Linked DNA regions of Sus scrofa: region 2 is linked to region 1. The links are chromatin contacts, called in public HiChIP or PLAC-seq maps. All regions are on one chromosome and are shown on one strand. Each heading gives the region's core, a stretch centred on a gene start, on an enhancer-like site or on the middle of the called end of the contact. The rest is flanking DNA. Distances are from core to core; before and after follow the strand shown.

Region 1 (6,540 bases), core at 486-2,985:
CACGACGGGAACTCCCGACACTTTTAATTCATGCTTGAATCATAAAAGATGGGGTTAAATTCCTGCTGGCGTCATGGACAGCGGTAGGACATCTACACAACCAGGGTGTGTTTGGCTGGTAAGGCAGAGGTGACAGGGAAACCAGTACTGATCCTGGGGCAACAGTAACACACTAAAAAGGCAAATGCCTTTTTTTTTTTTAATTTAAAAATTTTTTTTCGGCCACTCCCTGCCATTGTGGACGATCCCGGGCCAGGGATCAAATCCGTGCCACAGCAGCAACCTGAGCCACAGGAGTGACAACGCCGGATCCTTAACCCACTGCGCCACAAGGGAACTCCACGGCAAATGTCTTCGCACAGCGCTGCCTGACCAGTCACCTAACGGATCACCCTTGGGGGCCAGGAGAGTGAGCCATCCACTGCAGGCATGGCTTTTCTTTGTAGTCTCCTGATGGCCATCACAAATTCATGTGAATTCCCACCCCATCAGCCCCTAAAAATGAAGTCTGAGAAATGTTGATACCTCAGGAAGGTTTTTTCCAACCTTCTGCCATAAAAACCACAAACCCTGAGGTACGATGCCACACAATGCAGTACTTGACACCGCCTAAGCCTGTGAGCTCTCTTGACCCTATTAGAGCACAGACTTCCTCTCACCTGCAGAGAGAAAAGGCCGCACACTTGCTCTACTGTCTTTCCAGGACATCTTAAGTATCTTGCTCAACAAAATGTGGGTTTCCAGGTGGCACAGGGCCTGCCCTGCTATTTAGATGGTGTGACCATGGGGCAAACAGGATATAAATACATTACATCAACAAGATAAAACAGCGTTCTATTTTTTCTAAGTGGTTCTGATGGTTTGTTTCCCACTGAAAGACAATTCGAAACGAGAAGAAACGATTTTATGAATGACGATTTCATCATTTACATTTTCGTAAGTATTTTATGTCAGAAAAGTTTTCTGAACCACGCTGGTGGCAGAAAAACATAAAAGCACCCTTAACAACACCTAGATCCTTGCACGCAGCATACACAGCTCTCGTCTCCGAGCCCTCGCTCCCTGCCAGCACCTGCTGGTCGCTGCGCACACGAACCCGCTTTGCATGAGCAGGTGCGGCCACCACTGAGAGAGCTGACAAGGACCAGAGGTCAGAGCATCTTCAGGGCACAGGCGGCTGCAGAGTGACCAAGTGGAGCGGCCGCAGGGGAGAGGCTTGCCAACCGCCACGCCTGGGTGAGGGTCCGGCGACCTAGCTGTTCAGCCGCCGGACTCCAGGCCCGCGGCTGCCAATCCCTGGAAATCGCCCTCTCTCCGCGGTCCGCCGGGAACCTGCGCGGGGCGCCTCCCACCCGGGGCCCCGGATGCTCTCGGCCGACCCCTGCCTGCCGTCGGTGCGGCCCCCGCCCCCGCCCCGTCCGGCCGCGCCCAGTTCCAGCCCCCGTCCCGGGCCGGGAACAGCCAGTCCGCCGCCGGCCGTCCGCGCTCCCGAGCCAGTGCGCCGAGCTCGGGGCGGCGGTGGCGTGTGATGACGTCATATGGGCCGCCCGCCCACGATTGGCCGCGGCCGCCTCACCAGACCGTGAGCGGCCGTGCGCGCGGCCGGGGCGGGGCGCGCATGGGCCACGCCCCGAGAGCGCGGGCGGGGTGGCGGGCCCGGCCGGGGTCACGTGAGCAGCGGTATCACCGCCCGCCTTATAAGCTGCGCCGCGCGTGGACGGCCGCGGGCTCAACTCCAGGCGTTCTGGGCCGCGACTCTCCTCGGCGACCTCCTCCCCCGGCGAGCCCGCGGGCGGGCGCCCTTGGCCAGGTACGAGGGTGCGGCAAGGGAAACTGGGCCGGGAGCGGTGGGGAGCCCTGGGGACGGGGATGTCGAGGTCCCGGCAGCCGCCCCTCTAGACGGCCTTCCATTGGGGTCCTCAGCACCCACCCTCGGGCCTGGGTGCGCACCCTGACTCCAGCCCCAGCCGCGGGGTGGGGGACTGCATCCCCGACATCAGGTGGGCTCTGCCAGGGCTGTTCTCCGTCCGGGACGACCCCAGCAACTTGTCCTGGGGCGGCCTGCCGCTGGCTGGCCTCTGCCTCCTGCAGACGGGCGGATTCTGAAAAACTTTTGGACTGTACGGCCCAGAACTTCAGGGCTCATACAAGGAGGTACTGCAGCGGGATCACCCAGGTGTAGCTAACACCTGGCTGTGGCTGCAGCCTGTGCATCACCCAGGGCCCGGGTGTGGACAGGGTCCTTGCAGCCCCTCCCCCGCAGTACTTGCCCGTGGGCTACCCTGTGCGGCTGACTCCCTGAGACTCGGGGGTTTTCCTGGCCAGTGAACGTGCCCAGAGCCATGTCTCTGGGCCTCTCTGAACCTGCCCTGTCCCTTGGAAGTGAACTTGATCGGGATTCCCTCTCCCCACCCCCGTTTTCCTTCTAGGAAAGCCTGTCAGGTGTGGCTGATGCCCAGACTGGACGACCACCTCTGGAGCTGTCCCTGTGTTAAGGGCACGAACCACAGAGGCCACCCCAGGGCCAGTGCCAGAGGGCAGGAGGCCAAAGTGGGGGAGATGATCAGCTCCTCTGTGTCAGGCCCCTCTCTGCTGGTGGCCCACGGTGCCCAGGGCCCTGACCCCTCTCATGCGCCTCAGAGCACTGGCATGGGGAGCCATGGTGGCAGCGGCCACACCAACAGCTGGCATCACCACCTGCTGCAGAGGAGCCTGGTGCTGTTCTCGGTGGGGGTCGTGCTGGCCCTGGTGCTGAACCTGCTGCAGGTCCAGAGGAATGTCACCCTGTTCCCCGAGGAGGTTATTGCCACCATCTTCTCCTCAGCCTGGTGGGTCCCTCCCTGCTGTGGGACGGCCGCTGGTGAGTAGAAACAAACGACGTCTGTCTGGTGAAAAGCGGTTTTCAGCCTGTGGGAACCATTTGTGTGAAAATGGAACCATCCACAGAGGAGACTGTGCATCCCAGCGACTGTGTTTGGGGAGGGGGCTTGGAGGCTGGAGGAGGCCCGGTGGTGGAGATGGCGGGGAGGCCACTGGCTGCTTCTCGCCCGCTCGTGCCAGGCTGGCCAGGTCCTTCCCTCTTCCTGACCCGGCCCTGAGGCCAGTGCTGGGGGAGCCCCGCAGCTGTCATCCTAACCAGCTGCCCGGATTGGCCGCGGGCAGGACTGGTGAGCGGCGGGGCTGGAGTGCCATTGGCTGCCCCGGGGAACACGCTACCGGCCCGGTAACTGAAAACAAACCGTCACGTGGGCCCAGTGGGCAGAGCTGCTGCCCCAGCCCAGCGGCCTCCTGCTCTTCCTTTTTTGGAACAGCCCAGTGAACGTGGCCAGAGCCTGGCCTTGCCCCCACCGCTGGGCTCTGGGATGAAGGAAAAGGAAGTCTCTGTTTAGAGTTTGGACAGGAGCCACCCTGGCCAGACCCAGTCGTGACCCCGGGGCAGCAGTCTGCTGTGGACAGGTGGACTGGCTGTTTGGAGTAGAGTTGCTCAGTTATTTGGTTGCTCAGTTATTTGGTTTTATAAAAATGGCTCAGAAGGTCACTCAGTTCTTCCGGTCACACAGCATTTGCTGTGGACGAATTAATGGATGAATGGACACCTGCCGGGTGCTCTCTGTGGCCTCCGCCCGCCTGGCTGTAAAGCACGGAGCAGACACTCCCGTCGGACAGCCTCGCGTTGTAGCTCCCCTCTGTGAACTGCCGACCTCGCGGGCTCTGATCTTTCTCCTTTTTTCTTCTTTTTTTGGCCGCGGTGCGTAGCCACTTGATGTGGGGTCTCAGTTCCCAGACCAGGGACTGAACCCCGGCTGCAGCGGTGAAAGCGCCACGTCGGCCCCACGGGCCACCAGGGAACGAGCGCCCTGCCTCCTGTTCCGTAGGCTGTGCTTCCTTTGGTCCTTTCAGCAGTGCTCTGCTTCAGCGCCACTGCACAGAGGCGAGAACTGAATCAGAGAGGTGAAGCTCCTGTGTCTGCAGGGGCACAGCGGAGTGACAGGTCCCCGTTCGCAACCCTGCCTATACTGCCCCCTGGAGTCTGGGTGTGTCCCCTGCACCCTGGAGAGGGGCGTCTTCTCAGCAGGCTCACTTCAAACTGCAAGGAAGCAGTGGGCTTGGAGTGGAGCTTGTGTCCTAGGCAGGATGCCTCATGACGGGGACACTATGGTGATGAAGCAGAGAGTGGAAGGTTTTTCTCTTTGTTCTCAGAAACACTGGCTACTGTTGTTTTTCTAACCCCTTTAAGTTCATGGCTCTACTCTTAATCCTTTTGGAGAAACATCTCTTTCTATTCACATTTGGCACAATAGTTTCTTTGAATCAAAAGCTTGATTTTTAAAACCACTGAACCATTTTAGTTTAGGCTTGATTTGCAATTGAAGCTTCAAGGAATTCCAGGCATATCTGAAACACAACTTCTCATACCTTACTCACTTTTTTTTTTAAACCATCCGTCAAGGGCATAAGGGGAGAAATTCCATAGTACATTTTCACTTATTTAGCTTTTAACCTTAAAGGGCAAGATTAAGTTATACTGACTTGAGTCACAGAATGGTTGGGGTTCATTTTTCAAAATGCAAAAGCAGAACTGGATAAAATGTAATATGAAATTGAAACTGAAACTCTTTCATTGAATGCTGGGCCACAGTGTGTTTCTGCCCATTGAATGCTGGGCCACAGTGTGTTTCTGCCTGCCTCTCTGTTCAGGAACCTGAAATGGTTCCGTCTTTGCTGGGACGGCAGGTGCTGCACGCTCATGAGCCTCAGCAGCGGGGTGACCTCACGAGGGCCCTGGCACCACACCCTCTTCTCTCCTGCTCTTCCTTCCTTCGACTTCTCTCTGGAGCGCCACGCCTTCCCCCGTCTGAGTTCTCTGTGAAGTCCCACGGCTGAGGACAGCCTCACTCTTCTGAGCACACTACGCGCTCCCTCCTCGGGCTTCTCGGTCCATAATCCTCATCATCTTTCGCTTGAGGAAACAAACAGGAGGCGTCCGGTTCCCTCCTTTCCCACGCGATGCCCCGCTCAGGGCCTGGGCTCTGGGACCGTCGGGTGTGGCTGCCCCGGGACCCCGACCCACCACAGCCCGTGCTCGGGGGCTCCTGCGGAAAATGCAGGAACCCCTAACAGGGCAGTGCTGCCTCCGGGGATGGCGGTGAAGGCAGATCCACAGAGAGGTGCCCTCATCAGTGTGGGTCGTGATCGATGGCAGGCCGTGCTGTGGCCTCCGGGCCCTCATGGAAGCCCCTCTGCACTGAGATGGAGCAACACCGATGCAGGCCGAAGGCCGACTGCACAGGCGCTACAGGGTCCTGCACGTGCTAAGTAGCCCCTGCTCCATTCCTGCTATAGGGCAAACCAAACTGCAACTTTGTTTTAAATTTTTATTGTTTATACTCAAGAAGGATAAAAATGTAAAATTAGTTTTAATTGAAATATCATATTGTAGCCCTGAAGTCAGGAATGTCTGACCAGCGTGTTAATAATTGCCGCAGAGCCATCACCCCACGTCGAGGCCGTTTCTCTAACCCTGCTGTCTGCCCTTCTTTCACAGCTGTCGTGGGCTTGCTCTACCCCTGCATCGACAGCCACCTTGGAGAACCGCACAAGTTTAAGAGGGAGTGGGCCAGTGTGATGCGCTGTGTAGCGGTTTTCGTTGGCATCAACCACGCCAGTGCTGTATCCTTGAGTGGGTGTGTGGTCCAGAGCAGCTTCTGGTGTTACACGTTGAATGTTTCATTACTCGTGTGTGTGTGTGTGTGTGTGTGTGTTTGGCCAGTGCCAGCTACAGTTCTTCTGTACCACAGTTATAAGCAGAGCCACAAACAACGGTGACAACGCCGGATCCTTAACCCCTGGTGCCACAAGAGACCTCCTTAATGGGTATACGTTATCTCGTGAGCAGTTGAACAGTCTTCTGGGAGTATTATTTTTAAGCACATTGCTCAGTTTTCTTAGTTTGTTTTGTAAATGCCGTTGCATTTCTACCTAGCGTCTTCCCACCGTGAAGCCCTGCTCTGGTGGACCAGGAAGAAGTGGCCAGGGGGTCACTCTTCATGGGGCCACTTCTTTGGAGACCCCAGAGGGCCCAGGCCAGCCCGCAGCACCGGCCCTCGAAGAGGGTTCTTGGTTGAAGCTGGCCGCAGGATGAAGTTTGCCAACCCCAGTGGCATGCGTTACACAGAACACACGGCCTGTCTGTACTCAGTGCGTTTTTCAGGAAGACAGCCATGGTTTTCCGGGTCTCAAAAGATGTGCGGCTTCTTTAGCACAGCTGGAGTATGTTTTTAAGAGTTACCCTTTCTGAAATCGGCTCCACCCTGACTTTAATGCTAAGGGTCAAGGGAACCGCGAGAGGCCTGGGCTCCGACAGGGGTGTGGTGATGGAAGCCGATGTGCCTCCACCAGCGGGAAACGTGCTGCGCTGAGCGCCGTCTGTTGAGGGTCTTCCCGCGGAGGTGGGCGCTCCGTTCCAACTACCAGTCAAACGCGAAGTACAAGTGGGGCCACACCTGACTTACTTGCCAAGTATGTTGCTTTGTGGTTGAA
Region 2 (6,336 bases), core at 3,047-5,546, 170 kb before region 1:
TGAAGGGGCTGGCGACCTGGCAGGGACTGGCCGCTGTCCCGCAGGTCCCTCACACCGGCGCCTGCAGACAGAACAGCCGTAGCTCCACCCAGCGGTGCTCGAGGGCTCCGGCCTCAGGGCTGGGGACACGCCCAAGGGCAGCCTTTGCTGTTGTTTGCTGCCCTGTTTTTTTCTTTAGTGTTTCAGTTTGGACGACTTATATCTAAGTATAAACATATACATACATTATGTGACGTCATCTTACACAAGAATCTCATCTCGGGGTGATAAAGGGGGTATCGCATAAGAGTCGCTATGAAGAGAGGCTTGAGAGCTTCGCCAGATTTCAGGGCGCTGCTGTAAGCAGTTTGGAGCAAGGGCCTGGCTGCGCTTCTCAGGTTCGCTGGGAAAGGCACACAACACACGTGAAGCCCGGCTGATAAGCAGCTCCAGGCCTCTGTCTGAGAGGAAGAGTCGGCAGGAAGGGAAAGGAGGCATCCCAGGCCCCACGGCTGCCAAACAGAAGACGCGAACCACAGACCAGACGGGCCCAAGCCACGGCAGGTGGAAAGGCAGGAACCTGCGGACAGCCACGTGCCCCACGTGCCCGCTGCGCTCGTCGCGGCAAACAGCAGTCATTTGGAAGGCCCAGCAGTCTCGGGAGGGTTTGGTTTACACGAGTCTCCTGTGAGGCAGATCCGTTTTCAGGTTTATCTTCAAAAAGTCAGGTTCCTAAGCCTGCACGAGTCCGTTTGGGCCCCTGGTCCCGGGGAGGGTCAGGACTTGCCAGCAGCAAGCTGGCGTCTCCACTGCCCAGCCCGACTTCACAGCGCTCTTCCCTGACTCCTACCTCTCCTTACGAAGCTTCAATAACTTTCTCACTGAATTGTTTTTAAGGCAACACACATGATAGCACGAAGAAGGGGGAAACCAGGCACCACTTAAAACAAACACGTGATGTGGTGGAGGACGAGGAAAAGCCCTCAAGGACCAAAATAACACAATTACCTTCAAAAGCCCCACATTTAAGCGCCCTCAGTTCAACTACCAGCCGCAGCAAAGCAGCACAGAGGGCAGATCAGCAAAATCCCAACGACTCGCCCAATAGCTGCGGCCCCACTTTCAGGCACAAACTCCCCACAGGTCAGGTTGGACAGTGGTGCAGGGAGCCAGCAGGGCTCAGCGGGACGAGCAGTCGCTGTGGCCCTTTTTGGAAAGCAGGGACATGGCCCACACAAGGCAGGGGCCCCTCAACTCCTCCGCCTGCAGGTGGGGGGCCGGCTCCTGGCGCTCCTGCGACAGGCCTCGGCCTGCCTGCAGAATAGACACATGTTCTTAGGAAAATCCACCAACGTCCTCTGCTTCAGGCCAACGCGTCCACGCCCCACGAGACGTCTCCCCCGCTTCGAGAGGTTCGGACAGCGACAAAACGGAGTCAGCTGTGAGGTGCAGGAACCTGGCTGTGGTGTGACTGGTCGTAAAGGGCCTGAGGCTGAGACGGGCCCTGAGACGTCAGAAGAGCTGCCTTCACCCGGTGGCCTCCCATCCAGGCGGCACCTAAGCAAACTCTGGCAAGAGCTGCGCTGAAACGTCACGCTGTGTGATAAACAGTAGAGTTAAATTCACTACCAACCTTTACGACAGGGAGATCGAAGACTTCCCGCGCTTCCCCCACTTCGGGATTGTCCCCGTCTTCCGAGATGATGTGCGAGGCTAGCGCATTGTAGGACACTTCCTTGGCTTTCCCGGCTTTCAAAAGCTGAATGACCTTGGAAAAAACCACATGAATTAAAATGGAAAACACCCCATTTCATTCTCAACTTATACAAATTACCATGAACAACAAAGTTTCTAATAAACACACACCACGTTTTCCACGTGGGATTAAGACTCTTTCACTGAGTCACATGCAATGAAACACGTGGGGACAATAAAAAGCAGCAAATCTTGATGCGCTGACTGGTCCATGTGGAAGCGACGGCGAACCACGTACCAGCCAGTCCCCGAGGACGGACGAGGTGAACACAGCAGAGACCCGGCTAGGACACAACCCATCCAGGTCTACCCTCAAGGCTTGGGGATGCATGGTTTCCAGTAAGTGGAAAAGTTTCTGCAGAGGAGCTACAGGCGTGGTGTCCTTGTGAATTCAGAGGCATCACCAGGCAAAAATACGCACGCGGTGTGGCATGAGGAGCATTCAACACAATGGGCAGGTGAAGACGATGATGAGACCCTCGATGGCAGTGTCACAGGCGCTACGCAAAACCCGCTGGGTTTTACCCCAAAATACAGAGCTGTCTTCTGGAGGCACAGAAAGGTGTGAAGCAGGGAAGCGGCCTGATCAGATCTTACAGGAAGATCCCTGACAGTGTAAGAAGAACACATGGGGTTGGCTGCAGGTCTGGAGCCAGGACGCCTGTTAAGAAACAGCTATGAACATTCAGGCGAAAGAGGCAGGTAACTAAGGGAAAAGCAGGTCATTAGGGGCAAGAAGCGATGTGAGAGCACCAGCAAGACTAGGTGCCTCCAAGGGGCCTGTGTCGGAGAAACACTGCGGGGATGAGGACTGTGTGTTTGTTTAGGGCACGTCCCTCTTCGGTGCCACTGTGAGACCTAGAAAGACACCCAGCACGTCTGAGGATGAGACCTGGGCCCCATCTGAGACGGGGCCAAGGCCCAGAGAGCGAATGAGCCCTCAAGCACCGAGCACAGGGTGGGGAGTGAAACCAACACACGTGAATGCTCTGCATCCACGTTTCGAGGATTCAGAGAATCAAATACTCTGGCTGTAAAGTTTTTTTTTTTTTTTTAGAAAATACTTTGTTTTGGATCAAAGTGGTTTGCCAAGGACACTTTAAAAGCCCTTAGACTTGATTAACAGTTGAGTGAACATGACTCCTGTTCAGCTTGGTCCAGGTTTTAAGTAACATTTGGTTCAGGTCCCTCTCAACAGCCAAAGTCCTAAAATGAGGTAGGAAGCAGGGAGGAGAAGAGTGGAGAGTGAAGAAAGGGAAATCCGTAGTCAGAAGGAAGAAGCCGTCACTCTGAGCTCAGCACCTGTTCACTATTAAATCCCAAGCCTCTTGACGCTTACCGTAGAAGAAAGGGTGCACCCTGGGAGTCATCCAAGGGCATCTGGTTCCTAAAATACCACCACAGACACCTCCAGAAGGCCCAAACCAATCGGCCTTTCACAATTCCTTCCATGCCACCCAAGTCTGTTAAGTATCTGTCTCCACTCCTGAGGAGACATCAAGACAGTACAGCCGTCTTTTCCTACACATGAGCTTTAGGAAAGCGAGTAGCCTGAGATTCAGCTGAATATTCAATAAAGGTAGGTTCCCACCATGGAAAATTAACATGCTGACGTTCCAACAGATGTATGACTTACAAAAAACTTAGGAAAGGCGACAATATCCTTTGGCGTGAGGTCACACAAGAAAATGTTTCGTGTGACCGTATTAACAGCGCATTACCCACACTTACTGTATATTTAGGAAAACCAAGAAACACGAAGTCGCTGGTAGTAAACTTCAAGGCCACACACTAGTTGCAGACGTACGACCTCAGGTGGCTGCCACACCAGGGGCAACTAACTGCCCCTCCGCAGCCAGGAACCCAGGCCCCTACTCAGCACCTCCTGCCAAAGTTCCCGTAGCCAACCCGTCCCCGCGGGACCCACTGTTGGCGGGGCCCAGGCAGCTGGAGCTGGCAGCAGGTAGGGTGTCCCTGTCTGGATTCCTCCCCACAAAGGGGCAGAGTGGGAAGCGGACAAGGCAGCTCCGCGACAGCACCCCGGTCCCCCACCACGCGGGGACCGTGACAACCGACTCTTAGCGCAGACCCCCACCCACGTGCCCTTCCCCCCCCCATCTGGGCACACCCTCCTCTTCAAGTTTCCACTCCCAGGACCTCTCCTTTCCCCGCCCGCGGGTCCCGCAGACCCCCTTCCCTCCGGCCCCCACCGCCGGCCTGCTGGGCGCCAGGCGGCCCGGCCTCCGCGCAGCCAGGCCGGCGGGCTTGGGGCAAGAGGTCCCGGACGTTCAACGTGCAGGCGCGCGCCCGGGGCGGGAGCAGAGCCGGGGACGCGGAGGACGGTGCGGGGGCGGTGTGGTACCTGCGGGTCGATGTCGCCCACCGCGTAGTACTTGACCTCCCGGAACATCTCCTCGGGAACTTTGGGCGCCTGGTCCGACATGGTCGCGGCGGCCCGAAGGCTCCGCGGCGGCTCCTGCCCCGCCCGGCCAGCCCCGCGGGGCCCGCTCCCCAACGGCGCGGCCCCGGCCCGGTCCTGCAAGTCGGGCCCGCTCCCCCGCCCTCTGCGCCCCCGCCCGCGCCGGGCCGCCCGAGCGCGGGAGCCGCGCGCGCCCTGCGGGCCGCACCATCCCGCCCGACGCCGAGGGGGAGCGCCCAAGTTAGGCGCTCGGCCCGCCCCACCCGGTGTCCGTCTTGCGGCCCGCGGCACCGGGGACACGGGTACCGAACGGCCCACTCCAGAGCCAGGGGGCCGTGGCCGCCGCCGTCCCCACAGCAGGAAGCCCCGTGCTCGCGGGGAAACGCGCCCCCCCGTCAAGGCTGGAGTGGGCCGGTCCCGGGAAAGAAGGGTACGGGCGGCCCTCCCGTCGACACGCGCGGCCGCAAGGGCGGCGCATGCGCACCGCGGAGGGGCGGGCCGGCGACGGCAACCACGGAGGGAACGGGTCCGGCTTCGGGGTCTGGGGCGCACAGAGACGGAGCGTCGCCGGCTGCTGCCTGGCAGGACCCGAGGTAACGCCTAAGGCCCAGGAAAGGGTCCTGAGTCTTGGCTGGAGGATGAGGGCGCTAGGCCGCGTAACCAGCTCCCCGGGCGCGCGCTCGCGGCCAGTGGCTTCTCGCCGTCGCCCGAACCTGCTCCTCCCGGGACCCGGACCGTCAAAAAAACGAGCCCCGCGCCCCTCCCTCCGGCTCTGCTGACGACAGACGGTCATGACGTCTTCGCGCGCTCTGACGTCATCCGGTGGCGCCTGGAGACCGGCGCTCCGGGCGCACCTGCTCTCCCAGCAGCGCTCCGGGCGCACCTGCGCGGGCACGGGATGGGGCGGCGCTGCGGCTGCGGGACGCCAGGCTCCCCGGATCCACCGAGGCCCAGAGGCCCTGAGGCGCCTGAGCGTGAAAATGCACGTGAATCAGCCCCACAGTTTCCTCCCCCAAGTGGTTCAAACCATTACCCACTGCTGCCGCTACCTTCCAAGCGGTAAAGCCCTTTTATTTATTTATTTTTTATTTTATTTTTTGTCTTTTTGCTATTTCTTGGGCCGCTTCCACGGCATATGGAGGTTCCCAGGCTAGGGGTCGAATTGGAGCTGTAGCCACCAGCAACGCAGGATCCGAGCCGCGTCTGCAACCTACACCACAGGTCACGGCAACGCCGGATCGTTAACTCACTGAGCAAGGGCAGGGACCGAACCCGCAACCTCATGGTTCCTAGTCGGATTCGTTAACCACTGCGCCACGACGGGAACTCCAAGCCCTTTTAAATAAACGGTAGTGTAATTGGTTAGGAGAGAAACCTTTCCAAGGTACTGTGGCACCTTAATACAACCCTAACTCATCTCAGAGGCCTTTGTTGTATCACTTTAAGTCTGCGATAAGGGAGACGTTCTGAACGTGAAAGTTGACGTGGTCGGCTCATTGATCGGTACAATGTACACTGACTTTTTAAAAACGGTGAATAGGGTTTTGATTGTACACTTGTGTGTAATAAATGATTTTGTATGAGTAGCAAGTAAGGATACGATAAGCCTTTTAAATATTCTTAGGTTTTATCATTGTATTGTTTTCTGGTTTCGTCTTTTTCATTTGCGTTTTGAACAGTCTGAAACGGTGTTATTCTAAAAGCCAACATCCTTTTTAACAAACAAAATATGAGAACTTGCCTGAATGAGTAAGAATGTGCTGTCCTTCCTTTGAATACCCCAAGCATATATTTAGTATTGACCACTGTAACATTTTACCTTCCATGTTAAGAAAAGAAAAAAAACGGGGGAGTTCTGGTTATGGCGCAGTGGAAACGAACCTGACTAGTATCCATGAGGATGCAGTCATCCCTGGCCTTGCTGAGTGTGTGGGGATCTGGCGTTGCGCGAGCTGTGGTGTAGGTCGCACATGGGCGGCTCAGATCCCACGTGGCTGTGGCAGAGGCTAGCGGCTGTAGCTCTGACCCCTAGCCGTAGGAACTTCCGTGTGTTCTAAATACCAAACCAGAAGAAGCATGCCCTTGTATTGACCTGTGGTGGGAGAACTTATTTAGCTTTTTCCTTCCTTGGTTAAAAAAAGAACTAAGCATGTACTTTTATCTTAGAAAACTTACAGCATACC

Evidence for each region. HiChIP or PLAC-seq counts read pairs in DNA pulled down with a chosen protein or histone mark.
Region 2: a contact with region 1 is called in an H3K27ac HiChIP or PLAC-seq map of alveolar macrophages. The contact joins the promoter of PAXIP1 here to the promoter of INSIG1 in region 1. A contact is called at or near these places in 1 of 47 Hi-C or Micro-C datasets (embryonic fibroblasts) and 2 of 2 datasets of contacts at active chromatin or transcription factors (alveolar macrophages and skeletal muscle).

The regions. Positions count from the first base shown.
Region 1 is chr18:2,893,953-2,900,492 of Sscrofa11.1, reverse strand. It overlaps INSIG1 (insulin induced gene 1), which reads left to right and starts at 1,735. Exons shown (of 6, transcript NM_001244521.1): 1 at 1,735-1,810; 2 at 2,430-2,860; 3 at 5,546-5,670. The coding sequence starts at 2,452.
Region 2 is chr18:3,064,813-3,071,148 of Sscrofa11.1, reverse strand. PAXIP1 (PAX-interacting protein 1) reads right to left here and starts at 4,296. Exons shown (of 21, transcript XM_021078627.1): 1 at 4,097-4,296; 2 at 1,613-1,747. The coding sequence starts at 4,177.